Regions from separate parts of the Danio rerio genome. Here region 1 is linked to region 2. The links are chromatin contacts, called in public Hi-C maps. All regions are on one chromosome and are shown on one strand. Each heading gives the region's core, a stretch centred on a gene start, on an enhancer-like site or on the middle of the called end of the contact. The rest is flanking DNA. Distances are from core to core; before and after follow the strand shown. Region 1 has its middle 52 kb from the start of kif23. Region 2 overlaps LOC141378822 (a long non-coding RNA gene).

What was found. A called contact is a pair of places that touch in the nucleus more often than the background predicts.
Region 1: a Hi-C map of an unstated tissue shows a contact between it and region 2, with 2.1 times the contacts expected there. The contact joins two enhancer-like sites. A contact is called at or near these places in 2 of 18 Hi-C or Micro-C datasets (embryo and an unstated tissue).

The regions. Positions count from the first base shown.
Region 1 is chr18:21,793,243-21,796,973 of GRCz12tu, forward strand. No RefSeq gene overlaps it. Among named protein-coding and RNA genes, the nearest start is that of kif23, 52 kb to the right of the region's middle. Within about 2 kb of position 1,934, at least 4 of the 62 cell types and tissues checked have an H3K27ac peak or open chromatin away from gene starts, as enhancers often do.
Region 2 is chr18:21,737,498-21,741,852 of GRCz12tu, forward strand. All of the region lies in intron 4 of LOC141378822 (a long non-coding RNA gene), which reads left to right. Among named protein-coding and RNA genes, the nearest start is that of kif23, 110 kb to the right of the region's middle. Within about 2 kb of position 1,639, at least 11 of the 62 cell types and tissues checked have an H3K27ac peak or open chromatin away from gene starts, as enhancers often do.

The DNA.
Region 1 (3,731 bases), core at 684-3,183, 56 kb after region 2:
AATCTGGACTGGCACAGTTACAATTGACTAAAACTTCTATGTTAAGCTGCTTTATCACAATCTACATAGTAAAAGTGCTATAGACATAAAGATGAATTGAATTGAATTATACACCTTTAACCTGTTACCATCAGGTTGTCGAAATTGGGTTCCCACATGTGTAGGAAAAAGAAATAGGGCAAAAGTATCGTTTATACCTCAAGCAATTATGTTTTTTTTTTATTATTATTTCTCCTCTCTTCGTAGTAGTTGATGGCCAGTATACTGGATATTTATTTAGATTAGTGGTTCCATAGTATATTAGGTTTTTATTTTGCTATTTATTTAGGTATTTATTTTTTTATATTTATTTTGATTTATTTTTATAAATGCTAAATGTGAATTGTCAGATGTCTCTGTGAGTGTATGCTGCAAATGACATTTTTCTACAAGACAATTAAATTTAAATAACTAGCTAACTAACTAACTAACTAACTAACTAACTAACTAACTAACTAACATAGTTAAATTAAATTATACGTTATTTTAAGTTTATGTTTTTTATATAAAAATTTATATTTTATATAACCTCTTGGCAAATAATTAATAATACAAACTTGGCTTGTATTTGTTTTACATTTTTAGTTTAACATTTCAGTATACATTTTAGAATTCTATGTGCTCTCTGTCTGTTTACATGTTGTTTATTTCAGTTTTTAGCCATTTTTTTCTGATTTATTTCAATGTGCTCTCTCTCTCCCTCTGTAAACGGAAAAAAAGTTGTATGAATTATGTGTCAAAGTGCTAAATATAAAAAAAAGAGGTATTTTTTCATTGTTTTTTACATTGTGAAAGGCTTAAAGATTTATTTCTGATGTTTAGTTTTGTTTGCGGATATTAAGTTTATTTCATTTTTAATTTCAAATTTGCAAAAAAAAAGAGAGAAAAAAAAAGTTAATTATTAATTTTGTTGTTGGAAAAGCCAAACATACATAACATTAAAAGAAATAATAGAGGAAGAATTTTGTTGAGATGTGGAGCAAATTTTTAAGAGTTAAATCAAAGTGAGAATCAAAAAATAAAAATTATAAGAATGTCAAGAATATTGAAGAGTTTGAAAATATGTGGATTTATAAAGATAGGTTGTGCTCTGTTAAAGATGGAGGACTAATATTTACAAAGTGGCTTGAGTAAAATGAACCTTTGTAATATTGATATTTTGGTATGAAATAATTTTTAAAAATCAAACAAAAAGAGAGAGAGAAATTAAATTGAAGTTTAATACACCTTTATTTAATACAAAATGTTAAACTGTTTTTTGTTGATTTAAACTAAAACAATTTTCCAAATCACACAATGTTTTCATCAAAAAACATGACGTTATTTTCAACCCAAGACAACATTTTTTTACACTCCACATGCCTTCAAAATCTTTCATTGACAAATAAAAATTTTATCCACGCCTTATTATTGCTTTTATAAGCCCTTTAAAAATCAGTTCAACTTTATAACTAGTCCCACAAAATCTTGTACCTCCTAATGTATAGCACAATTTCTGCTTGTCCTAATATAAAATTTAACAGCTCTTTTCCTTTTTCTTTTTTTTCCATCTTCAAGACCAAATACAAACGAAAAGAGAGAGAGAAATCCCCCAATATCATATTTTAAGTCATATTTTTCTATCAGTATTCTCTTTTTCTTATTCGTTTTGTTTTGTAACCCCTAAGCATGCTAACTACAATAATTTCAGGTTGTAATGCTAAAATAAAGTCTATCACTTCTGTTGCCACATCTAGCATTATAATTTTCCCTGCTGAATTCAGCATAGCTCTCATACTAGCTCTCTAATAGCATACTACACTTACTATTTCTGCCATATGGTAATATGCTGTTCTGAATTCAGCCTCCCATTCATTCTTACACAAGTGGTCCATCTCCTCCCCCTGAAAGTGCTGAAATGAGCTGCAGGAGACGCGGTGCTGCCATCTCATGGACAAACACTGCTCCGGTCCACTTCATGCCTTGTTTGAATGGCTTCAGGTTATATTTCCACTCAGCCATGTACGCTAAATGAAGCATATATAATGCAAATGAGAGCCCAAGCGAGAGCAGAGCAGCCGTCTGTAGTGTTGCTGGATCAGGCAACAGAAGAAGACCTCAGCGTCTTTTGGTGGGAGAAATCTGACAATCAGGAAATAAAACATTCATTCATTCATTCATTTTCTTTTCAGCTTAGTCCCTTTATTAATCAGGGGTCGCCACAGCGGAATTAACCGCCAACTTATCCAGCTTGTTTTTGCAGCGGATGCAATTTCAGCTGCAACCCATCTCAGGGAGACACCAGCTCATTCACACAAATACACTACTGAAAATTTAGCCTACCCAATTCACCTGTGCTGCATGTCTTTTGACTTTTGGGGAAAACCGGAGCACCCTAGGGAAACCCACACCAACACGGGGAGAACATGCAAACTCCACACAGAAATGTCAACTTATCCAGCACCGAGGCTCGAGCCAGTGACCTTCTTGCTGTGAGAGCTGCCCACTGAGCCACCACATTGCCTAACTAAAATATGTTTTACTTATTATATTTAAAAATGATTTTTAATATACAAAAATAATGTGTTTATATATTGTATTTAGGATGTTGTTTAATAGTTTTAGGACAACTTTTATAAAACGTTTCGATCCATAGGTTCCGATATATTAAAAGTCTTTTTTGGATATCTAATGTCATTCATTCATTTTCCTTAGCCTTTGTCCCTTATTTATCAGGGGTTGCCACAGCGGAAGGAACCGCCAACTATTCCAGCATATGGTTTACGCAGCAAATGCCCTTCCTGCTGTGACCCAGTACTGGGAAACACCCACACACGCACTCACAGGCCAATTTATTTTATTCAATTCACTTAAAGCCCATGTCTTTGGACTGTGGGGGAAACCATAGCACCCAGAGGAAACCCACTCTAACACGGGGAGAGAATGCAAACTCCACACAGAAATGCCAACATCAGGGCTAACCACTGAGCCTTGGTGCCACCCATATCTAAAATGTAAACAACAAAAAAGAAACCTACTTTAAATATACTCTAAAAAGCTCCTCTGGACACATTAGGAAAGATCTTGATTACCACTAAAACAAACAAAAATCGGGGGAGGCAGTGGCGCAGTAGGTAGTGCTGTCGACTCACAGCAAAAAGGTCGCTGGGTTGCTGGTTTGAACCTCGGTTCAGTTGGTGTTTCTGTGTGGAGTTTGCATGTTCTCCCTGCCTTCGCGTGGGTTTCCTCCGGGTGCTCCAGTTTCCCCCACAGTCCAAAGACATGTGGTACAGGTGAATTGGGTAGGCTAAATTGTCCATATTGTATGAGTGTGTGTGTGAATGTGTGTGTGGATGTTTCCCAGAGATGGGTTGCGGCTGGAAGGGCATCCGCTGCGTAAAAACTTGCTGGATAAGTTGGCGGTTCATTCCACTGTGGCGACCCCGGATTAATAAAGGGACTAAGCCGACAAGAAAATGAATGAATGAACAAACAAAAATCACTGCTACGTTGTAAATAATTTGTACAAAACAGACATATTTCTGTTACTTAATACTATTTTAAAAGGCTGTTTTTCTAAAAATTTTAAATAAATGGATACTTCAGATATATTTCTGCATTCTATTGTAAGGATGTAAATGTTTCTTTAACTTGAAATATATTTTGGTAAATGAAAGTTGAAATGTTGGCATCACAGTGGCGATTGCCCGATT
Region 2 (4,355 bases), core at 389-2,888:
TGCAGAGACTCGGTAGGTGCAAATAGCGTCAAACAGCCGTATGTGTATAGACTATCCTGTCGCAAAATTTGGTGGCAATCAATCACGGCAAAAATCCTAGGCGATTAAGTTTACATGTTTACATTCGGAGAGCAGCATTTACAATGGATTTTTCAATCCGTAATATTGTATTGATATTACTGTAAACTTACTAGAGTAACTAAATCATTTTGACCAAGGTATGTCTTTAAAAACTAAAAGAGTACTTCTGGCGATACTAACTTTGCCATCTGAATAAGCATAAACAAAGAACAATGATCACACACTTACCAAATCCGTAGAGACAGGACAATCAATACAAACTGGAATGCGTCTTTTTTTTAAAAGGAGACGAGCGGAAAATTTGAATTTCACCATTTCCAGAAGCAATAATCTCTCATTTAAAAATGCTCCTTACAAATATATTTTTGTCGCGTGTTAGCAGACCACTGTAATCCACAGTAAAATGTGGGCCCTCATGCAGCGGTGCTCTTATCGCAGGAAATTGGAAACAAAACCTTCGTTGCGGCACATTTATAAACGTAACACTGATGACCCATGTCTCTGAACAATTTTTCTTTTTTCACTTGTTTTAATTACGATTGGCAACACTACATGGTGTCTCTCTGCCATCTCAACACTCTAAGAAGTAAAAACAATCTTCAAATCTATATCATGCATATTAATGAATTTGCATCTCATACACAATAGAGCGTTCTAATTGGTTTAAACCAAGTCTTTCTCATGAATTAATGCTGAAAACTCAATTATGTCACTTTGTACCAGCCAGTACAGACATCCAGTCTACACTCTGGAATTTACATAATGATCTCATGGCCGTGACGTAGCTTCAAAATTTCTTTTCAAACCAGAAGAACGAATTAGCTTGATCTTTTTGTGAAATACATGTGTCCTAATAGTGTTTTTAGCAACATGGGACACATATATATATATCTCAAAAAATGTGTTTTGGTGTTTCGTGTCTTTGCTATATGTAAGTTATGAAGTGTGTCGATAAAGTATATGTCAGTCCAATACCTCCAGCAGATTTGGAAGCGTGCACTGATTGGACACTTTACTGTCTCATAAGGCCGCTGAAGAGGATTTATGAATGGAAGTGACATGACACAACTGTCGCTATAGGTGACATGATAATGACAACATGGCAGATGTTATACATCCAATTTGCATTCCTACTCCATGCATTCATTATGCATGAAACAAAAAAGTTATGGATATGCAAGTTCAAATAAAAACGTAGTACCATTCAGACAGCACACCTTTCAAATGATTTGAAAAGGCAACGCTTGAAATTACAGACTTCTTAGATGGAGTAATGCAGGTCACACGGGACATGTCAACACCATTTCTTACACGTCCTTCTAGCCATTACCTTTCCAGCAAAAATTTTAGCTTCACAGTGATTCCGTTTGACGATGAAATGCAAAGGTATTTGAAAAGGCAGCTCTTGATATCACAAGCTTCTTGGAAAAGCCAACACGTGAATATTTAAGTAGCTTCAGAGCTAAACGTTTTTTCGCCCGCCCCTCCCTCGTGGTCCGGAGCAGTGTTTGTGTATTTTAAGTGCCTCTGAGAGTATAAAACTAGCAGGCCGGGGCAGACTGCGGGTGTCTGGTATCATGTTGAATTAAAGCACTGTCAACACATTGAGAATGGCAGGGTCACATTTCGTCTCGCTCCCAGCCTGCAGTTCTGTGGGCAGATGAACATAGTGCACTACTGCACATTAGACACACACAATTACAGCACTGGGATTGCACCGTTTGGTTTTATTTGGGGGGTGCTTGTCATTTGCTTTTGTACAGTTTGGTTCAATACATGATGACCAATGATAATATTCGATCCAAATCCCCCTTGTCATCAACTGTCACGCTTTGTTTGCTGAATATTGTCCTGTAAAGTGAGCTTGAATGGCATTTCTTATTGATGACATCAAATGAGAAAGGATGACATCTTTTGTCCCGCTGCATTAGCGTCAGGATGAATTATTAAGGATCTAGAGGGCTGGTTGGCGGCTGTTGCTCTGTAGTGCTTCACTTTAGTATTGATGTAGTACGACACCATGTCATGTCTATAAAGGGGTGTTTCTGCTTGGAGGGTGAGAAGTGCAGCCCTCCTCTTTCTCTCTCTCTCTCTCTCCCTCTGTTTCTGTATCTCGCTTTACCACTGCGTGTACCAATCTGTCTCTCCTCCTCTTTATCACTGTATTGCAGAGCTGTGCTGAGAGAAGCAACTCTACTGTGGAATTTAAAAACATATAAAAGGGAATAGAGATTTTTTTTATCACATAATTCAGTCTTTTTTTTTCTCAGTTGCAAAATTGTGAGTTTATATAAACAGCTAAACTCACAAAGGCAAGTTTACTGAATTACAAGTGTCCGGCTTTTATTTTTACACCCCACAGTTCTGTATTTTTTTCTTGCCAGAACTTTTGATGTGAGTTTTATATCAGACATTTCTGACAGGTCAGATTTTTTTCTTGAAACTAGAAACTGATTGCAATCATTTAACTCAGTTGTAAGAAATCATAAATATATATATATATATATATATATATATATATATATATATATATATATATATATATATATATATATATATATATATATATTCATATATATATATATATATATATATATATATATATATATATATATATATATATATTTTTTTTTTTTTTTTTTTTTTTTTTTTTTTTTTTTTTACTTTTGTTTACCTAAATTCTGAATTTTATCTCCTAATTTTTGCTTTTTCCTTGCAATATTAGTATTTATCACAATTATATTTTTTCTCACAATTGCTAGTTGACACTGTAAATAAATTAGGTCAGGGTGCTTGGAAAAAAATTTATATAACGTTTGTTTCAAGAGTTCACACTTAGCTGATGACTGTTTATAAAGCGAGTTTGGCATGCTGTCTCGGGTGAGAGCCCTGAGCTCATAAGATCCTTGAACCTGGGGCTCCCTCCTATTTACAGGGTGAGAGGGGAGTTTGAGCTCAGGTCTCGAGGTCTCCCCCCTTATTTAGAGCTGATGACAGATTAAAAATTGCTATATAGATATATACTGCTGGTTAAGAGCTCTGCTATAGTGCTCATTTACATTGATCAATTCACTTATGACGCATGTTTTTGGACTGTGGGAGGAAACCTGAGAACCCAGGGGAAACCCAGGTGAGCATGGGGAGAACATGTAAACTCTACACCGAAACGACAACTGGCCTGTTAATGATTTGAACCAGTGACGTTCTTGCTGTGAGGCAACAGTGCTAACCACTGGGCCACCGTGCCACCCTATAAAGGGAAAGGTGGAAGAGGGGATTCTTCAAGGCGAAGATATATGAAGTAAGAAACTTATAGTAATTTATAGTGAGTTATAGAATCATCTAATTGTTGAATCATGCGTTAATTAATGCGGGACCAGCCGTGATCAATCATAAACACTTGCCCCTTTCGAAACTCTATCATGCTCTGGCTTATTTCTTTATATATATATATATATATATATATATATATATATATATATATATATATATATATATATATATATATATATATATATATATAAAAGCAAGTTTACGGTTCATACATTTTTTGAGACATACATTTTTGTTAGATTTTTTTTTTTACATCGTAGAAATAAGTAATTTACATCTTGCTATTCTTTTTTAAATTGCAATATATATATATATATATATATTTTTTTTTTTGTAAAAAAAAATTAGGGATTTTGCCCTTTATCAATAGGACAGATTTACAGACAAAAAATGTGGGGAGCAGAGATATGGAAAGGATCGGCAAAGGACATCGAGCCGGGAATCAAACTCAGGTCACCGTGAGCACCTGGGTGCTATATGTTAAAACACTAACCACTAGGTTATTGGCACAGACAAAAAATAATAATAATACATTTTTTAGAAAATTACAATTGCAAATAATTAGATTTTCTCATGTATCGTATGAGGATTCTAAGTTTACATCTTTTTGTCTTGTTTTGTTTTTCGAAAAAATGTTTCATTTGTTTCCACAAAATAATACAAAGGATGGCACTGTGGTTCAGTGGTTAGCACTGTCAGCTTACAACAAGAAGGTTGCTTGTTCAAGTCCCGGCTGGGTCAGTTGACATTTCTGTGTGGAGTTTGCATGTTCTCTACGTGTTCGTGTTAGTTTCCTCCAGGTGCTCCGCTTTCCCCCACAGTCCAAAGACATGCGCTATAGGTGAATTTAATAAACTAAAATGGCTGTAATGTATGTGAGTGAATGTGAGAGTGTATGGGTGTTTCCCAGTACTGGGCTGCAGCTGGAAGACCATCCGCTG